Linked DNA regions of Drosophila melanogaster: region 2 is linked to region 1. Evidence: chromatin contacts called from public Hi-C data. All regions are on one chromosome and are shown on one strand. The core of a region is the stretch at or near the end of the contact, and the rest is flanking DNA. Distances in the headings are between cores, read along the strand shown.

Region 1 (5,461 bases), core at 1,580-4,079:
CATCCCAGGACACTTGGAAATTGTTCTTTCTGGTTTTCTGTATCTGATCGGCAACCGTCAGCTCCAAATCCTCTAGCATGTACTCGTCGTCATAGCCCTCCTCTGACTCCGGCTCGCCGGTGTTGGGGTCGCAGTCCTTGACCACAAATCGTAAAGTGGCACCAAAGGTGGCTGAAATGAGGAAATAGTTCGTTTTGAAAAAAGTTGTATGATTTTAATACAAAATTTATGTTATTTATAAACTTACCTATGGAATTGGCGGCGTCGGGCGGGAATTCTACGATGACAAAAGTGGTTTGCAGATCGTTGTAGGGTAGCTTGGGACATGGAATGACCGCCCTGGTTGTGAATCCTTCCGGCAGCGTGAGTTCCACCCGCACATTTTCAAGGATTTGGTCGGACAGCGTATTCAAGCAATCGAACTGGAAGACCACGTGCTGGCCGAATATGTGTTTGATGCACTGCACCGTGTACTCCGTTTCACTTTCAGTAAGCTGGATGGGAGCTGTGCTGCGATGGATGGGGCCCAGCACCTGGATGCCCGGCAGCTGTGCCAGACGTGCAGCACTCTCCTCCTCGCGCGTGATCTTCGGCGGCCGTGGAGCACTGCTGGTAACTAGCATTACGTCGTTGGCAATAACTGGCTTAACTATGGCCGCCTTGGGCACAATGGAAATATCGAAGCGTGTGTCCACGTCACCATTCAGATGTTCGACCAGCGACTTCTCCAGCAGAGCCAGAGAACAGTTCTCCCTTTCGATGATGTAGTTCTTGTACAGCTCTGGCCTTTCCGAGTTAAGAATGCTAAGGTAGTAGGTGGCACGGTCACGCACCTCGTCGTCCGGGTCCATCTGGCAACGACCCAGCAGAACGAGGATATTGCTTAACAAGGCTGGGCAAGATGCTCCAAACTGGGCCATGGCCGTGACCGCGGCTGCTCGCACAATAGGGCTCTCCAAGATGACGCGGTTGTAGATAAAGCGTATATACTTGGAGGGTGTGGCCGCAAAGGGTCCCTCCTTGCCCAGCAGGTGAAGAATCCTCACCGCCAGTGAAACGTGTTCACAATCCTCGATGAACTCGCACAGATGCGACAAACCGGACTCCTTGGCGTCCGCATTCTCCTCGATGATCGTGATGATGGTGTCAACTATGGAGGTCTTGTATTCAAGGCCACCCTCCTCGCGCAGCATACCGCTGAGGAAGTTCATCAGCACTGTGTGCTTGCGCGGATATTTGGTGCACAGAGCGCAAATGGCCTGCACGACCACCACCTTGAATTCATCGGAAATCTCCGCCACAAACGTGGAGATCTGCTTCATCAGACGCTCTACCGAGGATTCAGCGCCGGTCTTTAGCAGCGTAGTGATGGCCAGAGTGGCCACCGATCGATTGGAGTCCGTGATGAGACCTTCCAGGTCCAAGTTACAGGTGGTCACCGCAGCCGGGTGCGTCATCGCCACCTTGTTAAGCGTGCGCACAGCCGCAAAGCGCAACGTTGCCTTCGGCGAGCTGCAGAAAAGCTGGAGGATGGAGAACGCCGGCGATAGCATTCGCGGATTGGTGTTCTTGAGGTTGACAATGGCGTGGGCCGCCTCGTAGATGACCATCTCGCTCTTGTGGCGCAGACAGGACTCGATGAACGTAAACAAGGGTGAATCGGAAAGCTCCTCAGAGGGAATGTCCTCCTCCTCGATCAGCTTACAGGCAATGCGTATCTGGGGGATGTAAAACGAAATTAGTCAGATGTCACTTTAAAGGGAATAAGTGCATATCCATTTCATTAAGAAAAGTTTGGGTTCAGACTTCACTTACCAGCATGCAAACGGCATAGGGACTCTTTAGAGATCCTCTGGTCAGCTTGTTGACCAACTTGGAGACAGCCAGCCGATCCGACTTGCGGATATGGTAGAGCAGACCCAACGCGTGGTACTGTACCATAATGTTGTCGCTGTTCAAAGCCTCCTGGGCCTCGTTTGCCCACCTCTTGACCACGTCGCCGGCAGTGTTGGCCAATCTCAAAGAACTGACCAATGCAGCACAAGAAACTGCCGCGTTTTTGTCAACAATGCACTGCTTCATGTAGCGCTCCACGGCCTGCAACATGGTGTTATCCGTGATGCTGCACAAGGCCCGGATTGCGGCGGCCCTGTACAGGTCTTCCTTGCCGGTCATATCCTTCGTTAGCGAGCTAGTCACGATGATGACGTCCTCGGCAATGGAGCTCAGCTCCTTGATGCCCAGGTATACCATACGACGCAGCACCACGTCCTTAGATTGGAAGAGCTTCGTCATCGCAAAAAAGCAGTCGGTGGCCTCGCGGGCCACAAGCTGCTCACCCTGATTAATCAGGTACAGGATTTTGGTCAGGATGTGGATGCACTTCCTTGGGTTCACCGGCGTCTCATTGAAGGTGCGCGTCTCCTGAAGCACCGAGGTTTTTTCCAGGTTCTGGTACGCATTGCTCGGTCCTGCTGACGGATGGCCGCGATGTTTTTTGTGCGAGGTAAGGGAAAAATAGTTCATGTTCTCAGTCAATTTAGGGAAACCTCGATTTTTCTCGACTTTGTCGGGTTAGTGGGTGTGTGAGTGTGTGTCTGTGCCAGCGGAGCACCTTCAAGCAACTGGGTTGTCTTCGATTGGCTTCGCTGGTCGGCGGACAACTTGGCTCCAGGTGCTAGCTTGCTACTTACCGTCCTCCTCATCATCTTTCTCGCGGCGGAACGAACCCATTGTCTTGCAACTTTCGGTTAAATTGTGGGTAAAACAATTGAAATGGTTTTCTGGCTGCGCTTACACGTCACTCAGCGGTGCCCAGTTGGTTCATCTGTTATCGATGTGAAAACTCCAGTTAAGTATCGATAGCTCCGATGTTGTTCTTATCTTTAAAAGACAACCTTTTTTCTGCGTTTTGTAGGCAGTATATATTCGCCGATTCTGCACATTATAACTTTCAGTTTTCAATTAACTCGACACCGAGATCTGGTAGTTTTTTTTGTTCTTAAAATTTCTTGTTTCTTCACTGGATTGAAAAGGAACTAGTTGAGATTCACTTACTGGTTCGATTGTATTTATCGATAGATTATCGATTATGAATGGGCGGAAAAATAGCTAAGCTTTGAATTTGCTCCACGTTAACTTTATAACGAAATTGCTAAGAAATTGTATGAATATAATAATGTTTTAAATTTTATTTACATTTTCATAATTTTTTACCATTAGTTTGATTCGTTTTTTAAATGGGCATTGGCCGGAATTGTGACGAAGATTGCGAAGGCTGATCAATGCGATGAATTTTTAGTTAGATAATAACTTCGTTTATATTTATAATATACGCTATTAGTACATTTATGATTTGCTGGAGGGGAAGTTCTGATCGATAGATCTCGTGACCGTTAAGTACCGATTACTTTTCCTAATTTAATCGAGTGTTGATCCTGTTAACAAAATGGACGCCAGCTTTTTTGTCAGCTCTAGTTTGTTTTGACCAATTAAATACGACTTCGTATTGTGTTTACTTAATTTATGCGTGCATAAGCACCACCAATTAGCGAAAACAAGGAACCCATTATATTGAATTGTCAATTTCCGGCGCACTGCAAGTGCCGTTAATTGCATTTTGCATGCCGCGGGGAAATTCCGGCGCACGAAGAAACAGCTTCATTGCGTGTCCACGAGGCGAGGACCTCCGCCAAAACGCTAAAAAGCCAAAAAAGAAAGAAACCGAAAAGATCGAGACACCTACAGCATGAATTTATGGCCAGGCGATAAGCGCCGGCCAGGAGGAAAATCCGCCTGGTGCCCAAAATTGGACAAGGAACGTGTGCGTCAGACGGGCGGAGAATTTAGTAGCTGTCAAGGCATCAGCTGTGGCCCCTGGAAACACCTACAAAGCCACGAATCCCAAGTTGAAGCCAAGTCGGAGCGAACCTAAGGCCAAAGTCGGAGCAAGAGTTGAGACGTCGGCGCACGCAAGGAGTGAGCCACAGGTGAGTTTCAGGCTGGATGCCAGCCAACAGTAGAACTCCAATTTGTGCAACGCTCCCCCACAACAGCGTCATTCATTCTGGGGTACCTCTTGTACCAAGACTGGGTTTGTTCTGATTTCCAAACAGACGTGTTTCAAAGTTTTCCTAATTGATTACCTATATATGAATGTACATCAGGAATGATTTCGACGAGCAGTAGCAAGTGGTGTATACTTTCGGAATCTTCTTGTCCCCCATCGAACTTCGACTGTAATCCGCAGTTAGCTTTGCGTGCAAATGGCAAGGAATGCGGGCGGGGATGGGATACTCAGGGTTTGGTGTTTCGCTAGGATGGAAGTAGAGATCCCGATCCGCTGGTGGCCTGTGACTCCACAAGGCTGATGCTGTCAGTTGCTCTCGGCCGGCCATTGGCAGCTTTATGGCCGACTGGTGTGTGTGTGGGCCAACCTGCATACCTATCATAAGTACGAATATGAATCTCTAAGCACTTGCATTCGTTAGTGTGCCTGGTGCGAAAGATGCAAAACGGTTGCAAGTTCGGATTCCAGGTCGGAACCTCCCCCATCCCGACCGAGAACTTCACCGGTGTGCTAACAAGATGGCAACACATGAAATTAGACTGCGCCGATGCACGTCCAGCGATAGAAGAAGAACGAACTGATCGTGCCCAGAAAACGGGCAACGGCAGGAACAACAGACTAATTAACATATTCAAATATTTGTCGCATTGTTTCGCCAGTTTCCCAGCTCCATCTGGCAGTTCCCCTCCTCCCGCAGCCGGGTTTATTGAAAAGCCATTTTACGGTTTCATGCTTGAGAGTCATTGCCAAGTGGCCACGCCCCATCATCTCGAACCCAGCACCCTGGTCTGGTGCATCTTCCTTGACTGGCTGTGCACTGCAGACCCCTTGGCGCTATTTTTATCGCATTTTAAAAGGCTATTTGTAGTGGTTCCACCAGGAAGTGGCATAAATTCGCAGCGCATAATGGTTGTGAATAAATTATTTTGCCGCAGCTTCCTCTCGCCCATTGATTGGCTGATAAGAGCCAACCTCCGACTGCGGACTAATCCATTCCAATGGCTAGCAGAAGAGTCCAAGGAGGAAACCCAAAACATATGCTGCGTACAATGCCCTGGTTACGTAATCACTTACTGCGATTCTTGTCCTGCAACGTGAGAGAGGGCAGCCGGCGGCCTTCCTTGTGCACTCCAGCAATTTTCACGCACGCCCCCAACAAGCAAGCCATCCTCTATTCCCCAGCCTCCGTGTTCCCTCTTCAAGATGCGGCTAGGCCAAAGCCAAGCCCATAAAAAAAAGGAAAAAGGGGAAAAGAACACAGCATGCGGAAAGCAAAAGTCCCACAGTCCGTTAGGCGGAAGCGAAGGCCAACAGAAGATTTGGCTTTAATTAAATTTATAGGGGTTACGCTTAAATGTCTAGACCTTGCGATTATTGCAGGAGCACTAAGGT
Region 2 (5,461 bases), core at 2,218-4,717, 160 kb before region 1:
ATCAAGTGGCCGGTGGTCGTCGACTTGCCGGAGTCCACATGGCCAATGACCACAATGTTAATATGGATCTTCTCCTTGCCCATCCTTGCAGATTAAGCTATTTTTTAGAGCTGCTGGGAGACAGAAGGGATGCAGGTATTCGGATGAGCAAAGTGGGTGGTTTCCGTACTCGGGGAGGTAGCATGCCAATGTGGGTCTGAACTTAATGGGTGGTGCAGACGAGTGACGTCTGTATGCTGTGGGTCGTGTCATCGTGGTGTAGACACCAAAAGCACACTTCATACGGACAGGCACAAACGTACACCAGGGAAAACCATTGAACTTTTATATTTCGAAAATACGAATTTTAAACAATTCAAGAGTAAACACGAAAATCACGCGAAAAGTTTACCAATTAGTTCAAATTAAGCCTTATACTGAATAATAGGAAAAATATAAATACACATGTATGTTTTTACGGACTCTTATGGACACTAATGTGTACGATTGAGAAATACACCCATATTCCCATAATATTTTTGCCCACAAATGTATGCAGCAAGAATTTACAAGCAGAAAAACTCACCTGTTTTCACGAGACTTTCTAGAGTTTCTTATTACTCGGCAACGCTGCGCACTTAGAAACTGATCACAAACCCACGCGACGCTATATCCTAGAATTAGAAGGAAATCGTTGTCATAAAAATGGCAGTTTTTAAACTCTATGCGGATCTTCCGTACTCTGCAGCCGGACCACGACCGGGCCAAGTGTCTGTTGGTTAAAGACTGCCGTGTATATCCTCTGCCGAAGTGCACCGGGCGAAAAATCAATAACGAGCCCCAGACAGAAACGAATGGAGCCGAAGTGTGCGTACTGGGAAAATGCACTCTCCTCGGCTGGAGAGGATTAAGCCGAAGAGAAACCCTCGTCGGAAAGCCGGGAAGTGCGGCAGTGCATGGCGAAAATGTGCCGGCCGGCGTTTTTAGTGGGAAAACCAATGAAAATCGCACACCCAAACGGATTTCAATTAAAGCCAAATGTCGAAATGCCGAAATTTGGCAGCTTTCGCAGCACGGTGGAAGAAAATTCAAAGGGAAATGGCCAAAAGCATCGGCATTCGGTGGCGGTCGTGCGGCGAAAATTCCGCGATTCCAAAGGGTGAAAAACTGTAGAGGGAGATGGAGAGAGCGGGAGAGAAAGGGACGGCGAACGGGCGCAGTGCACTTGCTGGTCATGCAGAGAAGGAAGGGAAAGAGACGGCGAGAACTGCAGGGCGTTGTGATTTATTTTCTACCCCAGTGACAGTTTCACTTGCCGATTTTCCTGCATGTTATTTTTAAATCTTTGTATTTGCATCGAAGTGCAAATTGGAAGAAGCAATGGGAATGAAGGGGGAAAGAATATGCAAAAATACTTCGTCAGAGATGCAGGGCAGGAAAATAATCTGCTAACCATGTGTCATCATGCCGCGGATATTTTTTTTTTGCCTGCGAATTCCAATAGAAACTACTCGGGAATAAACGGCTTGAGAACGGGAAGGAGAAACGGGTACAATCCAGGCAAAATCGAACGCGCACACACATGCAGCCGGTCGCCATGTTGGAATTCGAAAGTCTATGCAACTTTATTAATTTACTTGCAATTTAAGGTCGCTGGAAAACCAATTTCCAATTCGAATCGATTTACACAGCTATTATGCAAAAGGAATGAGAAGACCGGCCGGCAGCGCAAATCACTTACACTCTCTCACTTTTCGGAACTTTCTTTACTTTAGAACTTTCTTTAGGTTGGAAAATCGAACCGAAATTCGCCTAATAATGCAGGGTAGGGAATTCTGGGACTTTCCCTTTTTACATTTCCACAACTAATCAATGCCTATTAATATTTTCACAATTTAACGGGAGCTCTGCGTGCACTTACCTCGAAATCACAAAACGGAAAGACCGAAAAAGCAACGATGCTGAGGTGAACGGAGCTGAACTGATTCCGACCTAGAGATGGCACAGGATTCCATGTATGACAAGGGCCTTGGGTTTCCTATTGCATTATGCGGATTTCTTGACTTAAATAAAGTTTCCATCCCTTAAGTATAAAACGTACCAAAATAAAAATAGTAATACAATTTTACTACCATTCATGGAATATTTTATATTCTCTTAAACTGAGTCTTTTGCAGATAAAATAATATAGTACTTTCACGGACTGTCACTAAAAGTATGCACATTCACCACTAATTGCAAAAGACATTGTGCACACTATTCGCTTATGCGTTGAAATAAGACGCAAGCTCCTTCCTTTCTCTCTCTCTCGTCCTGTCGTACGACAGAACAATAGAAAATTTGACAGAACAAAAATGTTAGAAAGGAATTTGAAAAAATACTGTTAATAGTAATGTAATGTAATTAACAGTAATGCTTTAATACGTAGACCTTTTGCGTTCGTCTTTACTTGCCTATTTTATTGTATTAAAAGAATTAAAGTAAGTCTAAACATTACAATTAATAGCATTAGAACCCGAAAACGACTATAATGTACATTGGTCAAGAGCCATTATTTCCATTCACTGTCCGACTCGTATTCCTCCCAGTCCGGTTTCACGCCCACGGGCAACTTCTTCTGCTCCAGGTAAACGTTAAACTGCTCCGGAATCGACATAAATCTGCGAATCTTCAAGCGGAACTGCCGCCACGTCCACTGGCCAAAGTTTTTCCGATCGGCAACCATCGCCTTGTAGTTAAACTTATGTTTGTTAAGAAAGTAGGACAGTTCCTTGACCACGCCCTTGGGTAATCTGTGCAAATACAAAACCTGTATTTTGACAGTTTTCCATTGCAGAATCAATATTTTACCTGAACTCTGGGTCGGCTCGCTCGCTAGCCAGTTGTTCTAGTTCCTGGACTACGTGTCCACGTTTTGGACCCTCCTCTACGACTGGTTTCTTGAGGCCCAATACACGCCGCTCATCCTCGTCCAGCTCCTCCTCCAGAAACCCATTCACAACTCGGGCCGCTAGGAGGCGGTCCTTCTTGTAGCTGGGAATCGCAATGGCCTTGTTGACGTCCTTGGCCAACCCCATTTCACTGAAGTTGGTGCCCACACGCTGGTCCTCCATCCACATCTTTTTCATCCTGGGACTGGTAAGATCATAACAGAAGGTTTTCGTAAACTTGTTGACTCTATTGGCTGTAAGTGCACCAAGATCCAACTTACTCCTTAATTTTTCCGGTGGAACTCCGGGTTTTATTCATCGTCTTGCGGTTTACATTGTAGCGATAACGCTTGCGAGCATGATTCTTGCGGATCTTCATTGTTGAGAGGTTTAATTAATGAATCAAACAATGTTTAAAATCAATTGAGGGGACCAAAACAATTTTAAAACCGCACGTGTTGCAGCTGTTAGGAGTGACCGTGGACCGTAAAATACCGAAACCCTGATTTCAGTATTTCAATACCGCATAGCTAGAGATGACATACCGGCAAGATAAATGTTTTCGATAACGATAACGGCACGGCGTTATCTACAAGATTTTGTTTATATCCGTAGGAAACAAAATATAAATTAAGCCACCATGCGTGATGAGATTTTGGACCCCAGTAACCTAGTGAAGAACCGGGAGATACTCTACCGACTGATGATCAGCCAGCTGATGTACGACGGCCTGGAGAAGTTCGCCATGGAGCTGTCCATGCTGGTGAAGGCGGACCAGTGCGCTCCCAGTGAACGCCTGCTGCACGTAATGATTGCAGGGATGCAGACGCTGAGCGACAAGGACAAAACCAACTCGGATGATGTGCTGCCCGGCATAGACTTGGAATTCGAGCCGGAGGCTTCGGCCTTGGCCCCGGAACCACATTCCTACGAAACCGCGTATGTGACCTCGCACAAGCAGGCCTGTCGCGCCGGCGCCTTCAGTTGCGATGGTTCCCTGGTGGCCACCGGGAGCGTGGATGCCAGCATCAAGATTCTGGACGTGGAGCGGATGCTGGCGAAGTCTGCGCCCGAAGATATCGAGCCGGGCAGGGAACAACAAGGCCATCCAGTGATTCGCACGCTCTATGATCACACTGATGAAGTGTCTTACCTGGAGTTCCATCCCAAGGAGCACATCCTGGCCTCCGCCTCGCGCGATGGCACTGTTAAGTTGTTTGACATTGCCAAGCCTTCGGTAAAGAAGGCCCACAAGGTGTTCACCGACTGCGAGCCGGTGCTGTGCCTGTCTTTTCATCCTACTGGTGACTACGTAGCCATCGGAACGGAACATAACGTCTTGCGGGTCTACGATGTGGCCACCACCCAATGCTTCGTGAGTGCCATTCCCTCGCAGCAGCACAAGGCTGGAGTTACTTGCGTGAAATATTCGCCCACGGGGAAACTCTACGCCACAGGCAGCTATGATGGTGACATCAAAATATGGGATGGGATCAGCGGGCGGTGCATCAACACCATTGCCGAGGCGCATGGCGGAGCGGCAATATGCTCACTGGAGTTTACGCGGAATGGAAAGGTAATGGGACACTATGGGTAGTGGCTGTGCAAGATTTTAACTTATTCATTTTAGTACCTCCTATCTTCCGGTATGGATTCACTGGTTTATCTGTGGGAGCTGTGTACCAGTCGTCCCATTCAGACGTACACGGGCGCTGGAACCACCGGCAAGCAGGAGCACCAGACAGAGGCTGTATTCAACCACACAGAGGATTACGTGCTTTTCCCCGACGAGGCCACCACTTCGCTTTGCTCGTGGAACTCCCGTAACGGCTGCCGCCTGACCCTTAACTCGCTTGGACACAACGGACCTGTCCGCTATATTACGCATTCGCCCAATGGTCCTGCTTTCCTCACCTGCTCCGACGACTTTCGGGCACGTTTCTGGTACCGAAGAGCAAATAATCAGTAAACGGATGAAGCTACACCAATCGAATAAAACTTTAAGGAATAAAATATGTACACGTTCATTATTCAATTATTGTGATTGGCTGTGGGGGTTTTTAAGTGTATCGATTTGTGATTTTATCAGAATTAATGAAATATGTTTCAAACGCTTTTAAAAATAATTAATCAGTAAAATTTTCTTTATTAAAAACTCGTTTGTGGTTTTTCCATGAATAGTTATCCTAAAATCGCAACTATAATTTCTAGTCATTGAGCGCACAAGTCTTAAGTCGTATTTGTTGCGTTAAGTAAACTGTAAAAATCATAATACATAATACCAGATTGGGATTCCGTATAAATATCAGTTGTCTCTTCACTGGAAGTCCGTTTTGTTGTACGCTGGAACATTGATCCAATGCCTTATGACTACACCTAGATCCTAGTTAAGTGGCCTTAGTAGTTAATTAAGTTTACAACATTTCGTGGGGCCGCAGAACAGCGTTGTCGCGTTCCTCCGAAGCCACCAACACGTTTTGAAGATTGCACAATTAGCCAATACATTTGATTCCAACTTGTTGCCAAGGAAATGAACAAAATTATACTACGGA

The links. Hi-C and Micro-C count contacts between places; a contact is called where the count stands out from the background.
Region 2: a Hi-C map of the Kc167 cell line shows a contact between it and region 1, with 1.8 times the contacts expected there. A contact is called at or near these places in 18 of 107 Hi-C or Micro-C datasets (the D17-c3 cell line, the Kc167 cell line, the S2 cell line and 4 more) and 1 of 7 datasets of targeted methods (the Kc167 cell line).

The regions. Positions count from the first base shown.
Region 1 is chr3R:31,569,511-31,574,971 of dm6, reverse strand. It overlaps gammaCOP (Coat Protein (coatomer) gamma), which reads right to left and starts at 2,829. Exons shown (of 5, transcript NM_170553.2): 1 at 1,816-2,829; 2 at 248-1,718; 3 at 1-171. The coding sequence starts at 2,526. It overlaps lncRNA:CR46119 (long non-coding RNA:CR46119), which reads left to right and starts at 3,691. Exons shown (of 1, transcript NR_133499.1): 1 at 3,691-3,989.
Region 2 is chr3R:31,734,969-31,740,429 of dm6, reverse strand. CstF50 (Cleavage stimulation factor 50 kD subunit) reads left to right here and starts at 3,467. Exons shown (of 2, transcript NM_143626.3): 1 at 3,467-4,485; 2 at 4,540-4,927. The coding sequence starts at 3,550. The coding sequence ends at 4,878. CG11563 reads right to left here and starts at 3,395. Exons shown (of 3, transcript NM_143627.3): 1 at 3,191-3,395; 2 at 2,830-3,114; 3 at 2,431-2,771. The coding sequence starts at 3,288. The coding sequence ends at 2,531. ttk (tramtrack) reads right to left here. Exons shown (of 5, transcript NM_170566.3): 5 at 5,038-5,461. eEF1alpha2 (eukaryotic translation elongation factor 1 alpha 2) reads right to left here and starts at 1,962. Exons shown (of 5, transcript NM_206592.1): 1 at 1,901-1,962; 2 at 566-653; 3 at 1-110. The coding sequence starts at 83.